2 separate regions of the Mus musculus genome follow, and region 1 is linked to region 2. The links are chromatin contacts, called in public ChIA-PET maps. All regions are on one chromosome and are shown on one strand. The core of a region is the stretch at or near the end of the contact, and the rest is flanking DNA. Distances in the headings are between cores, read along the strand shown.

Evidence for each region. ChIA-PET counts read pairs in DNA pulled down with a chosen protein or histone mark.
Region 1: a contact with region 2 is called in an SMC1A ChIA-PET map of the G1E-ER4 cell line, with 9 read pairs. The contact joins two enhancer-like sites. A contact is called at or near these places in 1 of 15 datasets of contacts at CTCF or cohesin (the G1E-ER4 cell line) and 1 of 484 Hi-C or Micro-C datasets (LSK cells).

The regions. Positions count from the first base shown.
Region 1 is chr7:97,268,038-97,273,692 of GRCm38.p6, forward strand. It overlaps Gab2 (growth factor receptor bound protein 2-associated protein 2), which reads left to right. Exons shown (of 10, transcript NM_010248.2): 3 at 3,765-4,005. Among named protein-coding and RNA genes, the nearest start is that of Usp35, 61 kb to the right of the region's middle. Within about 2 kb of position 2,159, at least 50 of the 459 cell types and tissues checked have an H3K27ac peak or open chromatin away from gene starts, as enhancers often do. A contact at or near this core is called in the G1E-ER4 cell line, where this site is marked.
Region 2 is chr7:97,182,155-97,188,724 of GRCm38.p6, forward strand. All of the region lies in intron 1 of Gab2 (growth factor receptor bound protein 2-associated protein 2), which reads left to right. Among named protein-coding and RNA genes, the nearest start is that of Gab2, 100 kb to the left of the region's middle. Within about 2 kb of position 2,042, at least 39 of the 459 cell types and tissues checked have an H3K27ac peak or open chromatin away from gene starts, as enhancers often do. A contact at or near this core is called in the G1E-ER4 cell line, where this site is marked.

The sequences.
Region 1 (5,655 bases), core at 909-3,408, 86 kb after region 2:
GCTGCGATAGGTATGTGTATTGGAGATACAGAGACAATTGGATCATATGTCATTTACTAGCAACATGTAAGATTGCTTGTCAAGATTGTCTCTCTCAGGCTTGTGAGAAGATTCAGCAGGTAAAAATCACTTGATGCTAGGTTTAACAGCCATATTTCACACATACCCCAGATCCATGTGGTAGAAAGAGAAACAACTCCCAGAAGCCAAGCACCAGGAAGTAGTTACATAAATTCAGACAAGAGATATTTTGTTGATGGTTTTTTTTTAAAATCTCACTATGTAGAGATCCACTATATGTAGGCACCTCTACTCTCCTTATGTACACTGTGGTATACATATCTAGTCACCAATACAAACATAGTTAAATAAATAGCAAATAAAAGCAATAAAGATTATATGTCTCTTCCAATTCCCTGTGTTGAGTTATGAACAAGGACACTGAGATTCTGAGAGGCAAAATCACTTTAAAAGTAAATACACTGGGTCACTCAACTGACTTTGGGTCTGTGCTTAAGGCAAGGGTGGGCTGCAGAAATAAAGATAATCATACCTTTTATCTGTACACCAGACTGATAATTTATTGCAGGTGTGAGGGGAGCACTGAATGATAAGACAAAGGTTATGATAAAAGGTTAAGATTAAAAAGAAAAGGCTCAAGCCGGGCGGGTGGTGTCGCACACCTTTAATCCCAGCACTCGGGAGGCAGAGGCAGGCGGATTTCTGAGTTCAAGGCCAGCCTGGTCTACAAAGTGAGTTCCAGGACAGTCAAGGCTATACAGAGAAACCCTGTCTCGAAAAACCAAACCAAAAAAAGAAAAAGAAAAAAAAAAGAAAAGGCTCATTGTCAAACCAGGAACCTTTATTTTGAAGGCAATAAGAAATCAGTAACTGTAACTGAAGAAATAGTGCTTTATTATCTTATAATAATAATACAAGAGACTGGTATAATTCTGAAAACCCTCTGAAGTGCAAAGAGAATTGGTAAGAAATACTGTGGAAAAAGTGAACAAGAAGATAGTTTTCAAAAGAGACAGAGCTCTGTAAGACATCTGAAGGAGAACAGGAAGCCATTGTTAAGTGTACAATGGCAGACTGGCATGAATGTTGAGAAGCCAGGGAAATCAGAGAGTGACTAGGTTTCTGCCTTTGACAACTGATGGGAAAGGTATTGATGCGCTTCCCTGAGACAGAAAGTGTTGGACAAAGGAGCTGGCTTAGATTCTGAGCTTAACTAGCTGATGGGATATAAAGGAAGAGGCCAGCAGGTAAGGGGTGATGTACAGTAGAAAGCTCTGGAAGGACTGAGCTAGAGATTGAAGTTTTAGAGTTATCATCATTTGAGTGGCATTTAAAGCTTAAGCTTAATAATAGGCAATATGCCTCCAGAGAAAGGCTTTATGGCCAGAGGGAAGTTATAGGAAAGTCTAAAACTAGAGTCTGAGGAATTAAGAGATAGGCAAAGCAAGAAGGAGCCAGAAAGTCAACTGAGAGTATAGAACCTCATCAAAGGGTTTCTTTTTACACCTCCCCTGTGTCTTCTCAGACAGAGCTTATGTTCCTCCCCTGGTGCCATGACTACTCCGTCCTTAGTATAAACCCTCTTTCATCCACCACTGGAGAGTTCATTTTGCAAATCTAATGGAATAATAAGTGCATTGATTCTGTTAACAAACATCCAGGTCACTATGAGACCTGTTATAGGAATTCATTTTGAAGATCAATACAGCTATCATGGAACAGTTTCTCCCTAGAGACTCATTGACTTTCTCTCTTCTGTCCTTTCCAGTGCTAGGAGTGACTAGAGTGTAATTAGTACTGTACATCATGAATAAGCTGGTAATCCTGCCTCGGGCCATGTGGATAGTACAGCCTGAAATAGGTCAGAAAACAGTAGCTAAAGAACCTTATCTCTTCTGATAGGATTTGAATGACTCTAGAAAGCCATCATCTCCCAAAATATTCCTCCCTACCTAGCATATTATCTGAACTTATATCTTTATACCTTTATTTCTTGAGAATATAAGTTTCATGGTTGGAATTTTAAAATGTCAAATGTTTTATTTATGTAATCATGGACTAAGAACCCCCTATGTGGGACTATATTAGGTACATGCTAGGACTGTGTAGTAATAATCTCACTGACACGGTTCTCAGAAACCAAGTGCAAGGAAGCAGAATGACCATAGGTATAAACAAAGCATAAGCTGAAACCTGTCAGCTCCAAGAAAGAAAAAAAAGCATTCAGAAAGGTATTTGTGGGAATGTAATATCTGCATAGGATCTTGAAATCTTCATATGAGCTTGCTAGAAGTAGAGAAGGAATCCAGTTTGTAGGAACAGCATAAGGAGAAAGAATCAAAGAATTACTCCCAACCCCCAAATAGGCAGCTATGCTCAGGGGCTGATGATGCTTCCATCTGCTTTGCTTATGTGTGGAGAGAAAGCAGGAAGTAGGTCAGACTAAGGAAATGTGGACTAAGCTTAGAGAGCCAGCCAAATGAATAATGCTTTGGGCTGGGGTGTAGTACTCTAAACCTTTATCTGTCCTTAAATACCTCACTTCCTTTCTAATACAACAGAGGAGAGTTTGAGATAAGAAGAAAAAAAGAAAGGCCAGTGGAAAGAGAACAAAGCTGCCCTAGAAGATATGGAAGAGTACCAGGATGACCAAGGGTCTAGTCTGAAGGGACAGCTCTGCTTTTGTTTGTGTTTTTATCATTATTGCACAAAGGCATAGTTTTGGACCTTAATCAGTGAGTCTTTAGTAAGCAGTGTCTCATTTAGTGGAGCCAGAAGCTTTGAGGGAGGTAATAACTGCAGGAACCTGCCATACCCTAAATGGCTTCTTAGTCCTGGAAACCTTGACTGTGGTGACAAGAGAACAAAGAAAGGACAGCCAGCCAAGCATGATGGTGTACAACTGTAATCCCAGGATTAAAGTTCAGGAGGCAGAGGCAGGCAGATCTCTGAGTTAGACTAACTTGTCTACATATGAATTCCAGGCCACCAAGAAACAACATACAGACATATAGAAAAGCTAGAATCTTGGACTGTGCTTTCTGTTGAACACCTGCAAACCAGAAACCCAGCTCTGTTTGTTATGTATAACACAGGAGAAGACCTTACCTAGTCTGAGTAGGAGGGCTCTGTAGGGAAAAAGACTTAGTTTGCAGACATTCAGGAAGGGGAAGTTGAGGTTTCTAGTTTTTGTATATACACAGTGCTCACGTATTCTTAAACACTGTTACCTAGACCAGAGGAAGGTCTTGCCATGCCTCTGAGCCTCACTCAAGGAAGGCTCATGAGTCAGAGTCACTGAGGTTCTTGACAAGGCCATGGGCATGTCAACAGTATACATTCACTCCAATCTTCATCTGCTCCCAACAGGAGCCACCTACAGGAAGGAAGCATGGTGCTCACCCATCCAGAGTCTAGTCTTGTCACTCTAAGGGTCACTCTGGGATTGGATAGGCAAACCCCCTGGGTAGAGCAGATCAGGTCTAGGTTATGATAACCTGGCCTTCAGACTTCTCCTAAGCTTTTCAGAGGTGTAACTCATCTCCCATTCAGCCAAGATGGCCACAATGCCCAACCTGCCTCCCTGGGAAGACAGAGGTAATGAGTGTCTGAGGGAAAGAATGTGGCAGCCATATTACTGTCTCTTATCCAAATACTTTTTTTCTCTCTCTGACAACTGTCTTTAAGACAAGGACACTTTCCCTACTTTATTTCACTCACAAAGCCCTTTCTTCTTTTCACAGACTCCCTGAGGAACCTTTCTTCAGCCAGTCATGGTCCCCGCTCTTCTCCAGCTGAGTTCAGCTCCAGTCAGCACCTGCTCCGAGAACGGAAGTCCTCAGCCCCTTCACACTCTAGCCAGCCTACTTTATTCACGTTTGAGCCCCCTGTGTCAAGCCACATGCAGCCTACCTTGTCCACCAGTGCACCTCAGGAGTATCTCTACTTGCACCAGTGCATAAGCAGAAGGACAGAAAATGCAAGGTAGGAGACTGCCATGGCCACCATGCGGGAAAGTGACTACTCAGGGCCTTTGACTCTCTAGTCCCTGAATTTCAGTTTTAATGTCAAGGGAGTAAAAATGCTTACTTTTTTAGGCAAAGAAACACAAAGATAACAAGACATCTTTTATATAAACCTTTATATAACCTTCATAATTTTTGTTTTGATCTGTGTTACTACAAAATCATCATTGAATTCCAGAGAAATTATTGTCTCATTATCAGCAATCATGTTATAAAATATTTGTTTGATTTGGGGTTAAAAAGCATGAGGGTAAGTTTCAGAACTACAGCATAACAGTCAATTTCTTGCTGCTTTAAGAGTTCAGCTAGAACATAGTGGAGCATGTGTCCTTATTCCATGTTGGAGCATCTTCTGGGTATATGCCCAGGAGTTGTATAGCTGGGTCCTCAGGTAGTACTATGTCCAATTTTCTGAGGAACCGCCAAACTGATTTCCAGAATGGTTGTACCAGCCTGCAATCCTACCAGCAATAGAGGAGTGTTCCTCTTCCTCCACATCCTCACCAGCATCTGCTGTCACCTGAGTTTTTTTATCTTAGCCATTCTGACTGGTGTGAGGTGGAATCTCAGAGTTGTTTTGATTTGCATTTCCCTGATGACTAAAGATATTGAACATTTTTTTAGGTGCTTCTCAACCATTCAGTATTCCTCAGTTGAAAGTTCTTTGTTTAGCTCTGTACCCCATTTTTAATAGGGTTATTTGGTTTTCCGGGAGTCTAACTTCTTGAGTTCTTTGTATATATTGGATATTAGCCCTAATCTGTTGGTTGCCTTCTTTTCTTATTGACAGTGTCCTTTGCCTTACAGAAGCTTTGCAGTTTTATGAGGTCCCATTTGTTAATTCTTTTTTTGGGGGGAAGGAAAGGGTTAATTTCTTCTCATACCTTACATTCCATCTTGAAGAAAGTCAGGGTAGCAACTCAAGGCAGGAACCTGGAGGCATGAACTGAGGCAGAAGCCCTGGAGAAACACTGTTTACTGGCCTGCTCTCCCATCTTACTCAGTTTCATTTTTTTTCTTTTTTTTTTTATTACGTATTTTCTTCAATTACATTTCCAATGCTATCCCAAAAGTCCCCACCCCCACTCCCCTACCCACCCATTCCCATTTTTTGGCCCTGGCATTCCCCTGTACTGGGGCATATAACGTTTGCCTGACCAATGGGCCTCTCTTTCCAGTGATGGCCGACTAGGTCATCTTTTGATACATATGCAGCTAGAGTCAAGAGCTCTGGGGTACTGGTTAGTTCATAATGTTGTTCCTCCGATAGGGTTGCAGATCCCTTTAGCTCCTTGGGTACTTTCTCTAGCTCCTCCATTGGGGGTCCTGTGATCCATCCAATAGTTGACTGTGAGCATCCACTTCTGTGTTTGCTAGGCCCCGGCCTAGTCTCACAAGGGACAGCTATATCACCGTCCTTGCAACAAAGGCTTGCTAGTGTATGCAATGGTGTCATCGCTTGGAGGCTAATTATGGGATGGATCCCTGGATATGGCAGTCTCTAGATGGACCATCCTTTTGTCTCAGCTCCAAACTTTGCCATTTGTTAATTCTTGATTTTACAGTACAAGCCATTGGTGTTCTGTTCAGGAATTTTTCCCCTATGCCC
Region 2 (6,570 bases), core at 792-3,291:
ACCATGGGTTTTCACTGAGATCATAGATACCTCAAAGTTGATTTACCTAGTCCTAGTCTCACTCTTGAGCTTTTCATACAGCAGAGTGATCTTCCCAGAACACAAACCCAGTTACAGCATTCTTCTATTATGCTATCCTTAGAATAGAGTACAAATTTCTTAACCTCTTCTGGCCTTTTCTAGCTCCTTCAAAACATACTGTTTTCCTCTTTATTACAATAAGGATCATGCTTTATCATGATTATTTGTTTCTACTTTATAATTCTGCTTTATATTAGTCTGTGAGGTCCCAGACCTTATTGGTTGCTGTTTTATCCTCAGCACAGTGCCTTGAATCCAAAGGAGTACTGAATGTGTAAGTTCATGCATTTTAATAATACCTCTTGACAAATTAATATAAGGTTTCTAAAGTCAGTCTTTCCTAAGTGCAGCTAATCATATAAGTAAATTATATTTATAGTACATCTTCTTTACATTGTGGAAAAGTTTCTAATTTTTATCATACTTGCTTCTGTCAAGAGCCATAACATCAATATTATGTTCTTTACTCTCTCTCTCTCTCTCTCTCTCTCTCTCTCTCTCTCTCTGTGTGTGTGTGTGTGTGTGTGTGTGTGTGTGTGTGTGTGTGTGTGTGTGTGTGGAGTGGAGTGAGTGGAGTGAAATGTATTTGTTTGGATACATGTAGAGGCCCAAAGTCAATATTAAGTATACTTCTTGATTCCAACAATATTTTTTAGATAGTCTCTTATTGAACCTGGGGATTCAGTGATTCAGCTAGTCTAGTTGGCCAGTGACCCCTAGTGATCTTCCTTTTCTGGAAAAGTTACAGACTTGTGCCATCATACCCAGCTTTTATATGGGTGCCAGGAGTCTGAACTCAGATTTTCATGCTTATAGCACAAGCACTTTACTGATCCAGCCAACTTTTCAGCCCCAAACATTCTAAAGCTTGAGGGTAAGTTAGAAAGGGATATCCATGAGGGAGAAAAATATAGAACAGAAACTACCATGTTTTCTCCCTAAATGTGTTACAATAAAGATTTTTATGTGTATGTCATTTTTTTCTTTTGAATTATTTCCTTAATACCAGTTGTTGGAAATAATAAATGTTGAGTAAAAGGAGAAGTGAACATCTTTAAAAATCTTGAAATAACTAGATTATTTTTCAAGCACAGTGTACCAACAGATAGCCTTGAACAACATGAAAGAATTTCTTTTTAAATCTCACTTTCCACTCCGGAAGTCATTAAATTCTTTTGCTGGTTATAGAAAAACAATCCTTCCCATTCCTCTTAGTTAATACTAGATCTTTTCCCATCTTATCTGCCGACAGCTCCTTCTGCAGGAGCATCCTGACCCTTGTAGACTGTCAGAAGTGAACTTCTGTGGCCCCTGGAGCATAGCATCTCTGTTGTGCATGAGTGGAGAGGGGAGGGATGGAGAGAAGGCATAACACAAACCATGCCATTGTTAGGGATGAGGTCGCTGGGATAATGCTGTGAGAAGGGATGAAAGAATGATTCTCCATTCTTGATTGTTGTGATTTCCAAGAATGAGACGGCAGCTCCCGCCCAGGGAGGAATGGATCTTCACTGCAACCAGATGCTTCTTTTCCCAGTGCTGCTTCCCATTATTTCTGAAAATGGGGTGGAGGACAGCACAGCAGCTGAGACAGATTAACTGCTATGCCAGTTTCCTTCCTTTGAGTGAAAGCCCTAGATCAGAAGCATTCACAATTAGAAAAAAAAAAAAAAAACTCTTTAGAAATAAGAGTATGGCTCAAGGTTCACAGAGTGTAGGAGCCAACCTTCTGGAGTTTGCACCCAACTCCTGCCTTTGTGTAAGCTGCTGAAGCACAAAGAGCTTTCTTTCTGATTTTCCATTGTTCCTACCTTCATTTGGTCTTTCTGTTGTTTCTGCGCTGTGGTAACAGCCATCTGCATTCCTTAATTTATCTTTGACTGCACTCTTGCCAACATGGTCTTTCTATCATTCATCTTATCATTCTGCTGTCTGTCTGAAGCAAGTTGTCTTTGGCTTATCTGCTGCCACTCCCCTCCTGCTGCTGTGTTAGTTCCCACTCTTGTGACCATAAGCCTCATAAGTGCTCTTTTAACCACCATACCTTTCAGGAACTACTTCCTTCCTAAGACTTCATGGCTGTCATACAAGTTCACACATGCCATTTGATAAGGAAATGGGGGCTCTGCAGATGGATCAAAGATGGCTTAATAATTTTTATCAGCATACAAATATAGTCTTACTTTCAGAAATTTAAAAAATGTATGGCGTGGCCTCTTCCCACCAGCAACTGCAGTGTAGTTGAAACAAGATACAACATTTTAATAGGCTCTTTACATTTTGGTTTTCTGTATATCATGTAATCCCTGACAACATTTGGTGAGTGACAAGAGAAACTTTATCTCATTTTTAGGATTAGGAGTCCAGAAAAACTGAGGGATTTGCCTAAGGTCACATAGCTAACCTGAGATCAAACTGGCATTTTTACCTAGGTGCTTAAAGAAGCAAGATGTTTAACCACTTCATCAACTGAATTAGTTCATCTGTAAATTAAGGTAGCAACTAGTCCCACCTCCTAATTGCCATGAGTGTTTAAAAACCAATACTGGGGAGTGTGGTGTAGTATTGACACATCACGGAAGTTCTCAGATGCCAGTGGTTATCTTCATATGTCATGTTTTTGTCACTGTAGTAACATACTTTCTGGGTATTATTTCTTTGGGGGAAAGTGTAGCAAGTACCAACATTGTGTTTCTTCCCTGGATTGCTGTGATATTAGTGACTGGCCTGCTTTACTTGGAAGTCCTGTGTCAAGTGCCTTAGTGATACCAGCCTGATTCTCAATGGTTCTTTTTAATACTGCCTCCCCTTCAAGCTTTATACATTTGTGGGTGAATTACATTGAACTTGATATACTTAAATCTTGAAGCCAAATAAGTCAGAAAATGCCTCAGATGAAAGTCCAAGCTCATGGTTTCAGGGCTTTTAGTCCATGCTTACTTACTGTTGACTTTGGGCCTTGTAGTGAGACAAAACAAAAGCATGGCATTTGTGGTTGAGCAGAGCTGTTCATAGTCTGGTGAGCAGGAAGCTAAAGAGAAAGAAGAAAAGATATAGACAAAATAAAACCCTTCAGGTATACACCCTGAGTGACCTACTTCTTCCAACCAGTCCCACCTCCTAAAGTTTCTACCACCTCTCATCAGCTCATTAATCTATGGGAACTCTCACAAAAGTACTTCACTATGTTTTTTTTAACACTGCTACATTGTGGACTAGTCTTCAACACATGAACTTTTGAGGGATATTTAAAATCCAAACCATAACTACTCATCTATCTAGGACTAGAATTTAGAAATTTATTGTATGTTGGACCATGATTCTTTACAATCTTCCCTGTGTTCTCAGTTACTTTGTGTGTTGGGGGAGGTGTAGTTTGATTTATATTGAAGGGGATCAATGAGACATGCAAAACTCTTCTATACAGATGTTTTGTTTTCACTTTGTAGTGGCCCCAGGACACTTGTGTAATAAATGTGTTGTGTAAATTAAAATGCAACTAAAGATCTCTTCAGTGTTTCTTAAATTAAGTTTATTGTGTGTGATAATTTGCACCTAGAGGCTTTTGTTGTAATTTGTTGTAGTGACTATGGCAGTAATGATCTGGCTCCCAGAAAAGCTAGGCACATGCTCCACATTTGCATTTGGCAGGGCTCCATGGTATATCCTGAATAAATGAATCAGCCTATTTGGGGTATAAGAAACTGAATCATTGGAAGGCTATAGGTCTCATGATCTCAGTGGTCCTCAGATAGGGGAATACCAAAAAATTCTGTGACTGTCTCTTGTAAGATTATTCCTTTGCCTCCTGACAGGAGTATCACATCCTCTCTATGTCACTCACTCACAAAAACACCAAGCTAGGGGAGGAGTGGAGAGTAAAGGGACCATTTACTGGGATCCTAGCGTCTCTGAGGCAAGCTAGGATCACATAAGACCCTTGGAATGAGACAAAATTATAAAGCAGACCTGGGCATTAGTGTTTAAACATCCCAGGACTCTAATTCAGTGAATCTTATTCTTTATTCTGAGAAGGGAGCACTGTCTACCTCACATTTGTGTTTATCCAAACCATATAAGGAACTTAAAAGGGGAGAAGTGGAAATAAAAATTTCACAGTGATTCTAAAGCTGGTAAAGCTAGGTATATGGATTTGATTCTTAGGACAACATTTTAAAATAAACGGATCTAAATTTTCATGATCTTTGGACCAGAAAATGTGCAAGGAGTAAGGGATCATGCACTAAATAATGGATTATAGCCGGAGCCCAATGACGGTGCTGAGTCAAAATAGTTAGCATGGAACTATTTATTTCATTAAAATAATCAAAATCTATTATTTTTAGCTACTTCTATTTTTTTTGGAGGGGACTAGGGACTTCAGACTTTTTTGAGAGACAAATATATGGCTGGTTGAGACTGGGGTCAGTTGGTCAGAGATGGGTCTTAGCAAAAAGAACTTGTGAGGAAAAAGAAGTCAATATTGTAACACCTCATAACTTTTATCTACTGTACAAATGGAATAATAATAATAACTGCTCATAGTGTAATTATAAAGATCAAATGAGAAAATATTATAGAATGATTACTGTAGTTCCTCGTAAAGAATAAATATATATCCATTGATATTGCAAGATAAATACTCCACAGCTTAGGAATCTCCAAAATCTTCTGCTTCCCCATCGGTGCTTTTTAAATGAAGAACAATAGGGAAATAGCATAGCATATTGGGTTTAGCTGTTGATTGTGATGATGTTCTCTCTCAGGTCATCTTGAGTGAGGTAATCCAATCAAAAGAACGCACATGATATGCACTCACTGATAGAGTGGATATTAGCCCAAAAGCTCAGAATACCCAAGATACAATTCACAGACCACATGAAGCTCAAGAAGAAGGAAAACCAAAATGTGGATATGTTGGTCCTTCTTAGAAGGGGAACATTTATACCTTTGTGTTCAAACATCTTTAGTTGCAAATGTTTATTGCAATGAGTCTGTTTCAAGATCTCTGGCTTCTGCTACATTATCAATTCTGGATCCTCACTGGGACTCCTCTCGGATATCCTTTTGTTTCCCTGTGTCATGGAGACTCTACAACTTTGCATCTACAGGACTGGATCCTTTAGGCATTCCAACAGTTTATAGATAGGGTAGATGTTGGGGTGGGCTAACTCAAAGTCCTGGATATGGGCCTGGGTGACTGAGTTAGTCAACCCTCCAGCTCTTCTGCACCCACACCACCAGGGCCAGCTCTCCAGCACTGCCCCCGCTAGCTCACCTCAGTGCTATAGCTGGCAAAGGCAGGACCAGCTCTCTGGCTCTCATACCCTTGGGGTCAGCTCTGTCAAGCTTTTGCACATCAACATGGTCCCAGGCAGCAGCCCAGACCAGGAATATCCACATGGACTTTGGTGGTAACATGGGCCATGGACATTCACACAGACTACTGCTGCTGCATGGCCATGGACCCAGACATGGCCCTCAGCTGCAGAATGGGCTGACACTTCACTATGGTCTTGGGTGGCAGTGCAAGCTCTCACATGAGGCCATTTGTCCTCACCTTCATATCTCCAGCCCCAACTCACTTCATAGTGCTCAAACCATTTTACTTCTCTTTTTTTCTCCCATATCTCTACCACATACTTGCACATGGCAGTGGCACCTGCAGTGGGCAGCGGGCCACATGGAAGCAGGTAGGCCTCTGGGTGTCTTCAGCCCACCAGCACTGCATGACAACAGGTAGACCCATAATACATTTACTATCTTAAGCATGAATTTGAAGCCCAGTTCAAATGCTTCCTATTTTGTTGAACTGTTCTTACATCAAATATTAATTGTATATTCCATGTATTATATAACATACACACAATATTAATATATAATATTAGCAAATTAATGTATTAAATAATAATATATAACATCAAAATAACAAAATCCATAGTTATGTAAAGCTTAATATATGTATTATATATAACTTTATATAGCATTGTAAGATTATGTTATAGTCTTTATATAGGCAAAGAATTAAAAATTCTTTCATTTCCATTACATGAACCTCACAATTACCCTGTCGAGATTATCATCTTCATGTTATAATGGAGAAACTGAGGCTTAGGTCTATGAAAAAGCCCAAGTTTAGACAATTCTTAAGCACCAAATTGGCTCTTTGGTTGTTGTGATATTTTGAATAGGTATGGTCCCATAGACTTCATGTGTTTGAATGTTTGGCCCATAGGGCATAGCACTATTGGGAAGTTTGGCCTTCTTGGAGGAAGTGTGTCACTGTGGGGTGGGCTTCAAGGTCTCCTGTGCTCAAGCTATGCCCAGTGTGGCTCACAGTCTCCTTCTGCTGCCTGAGGATCAAGATGCAGAACTCTCAGCTCCTTTTCCTGCATCATGTCTGCCTGCATGCTGCCATGCTTCCTGCCATGACAATCATGGACTAAACCTCTGAGACTATAAGCCAGTCCCAATTAAATGTTTTCCTTT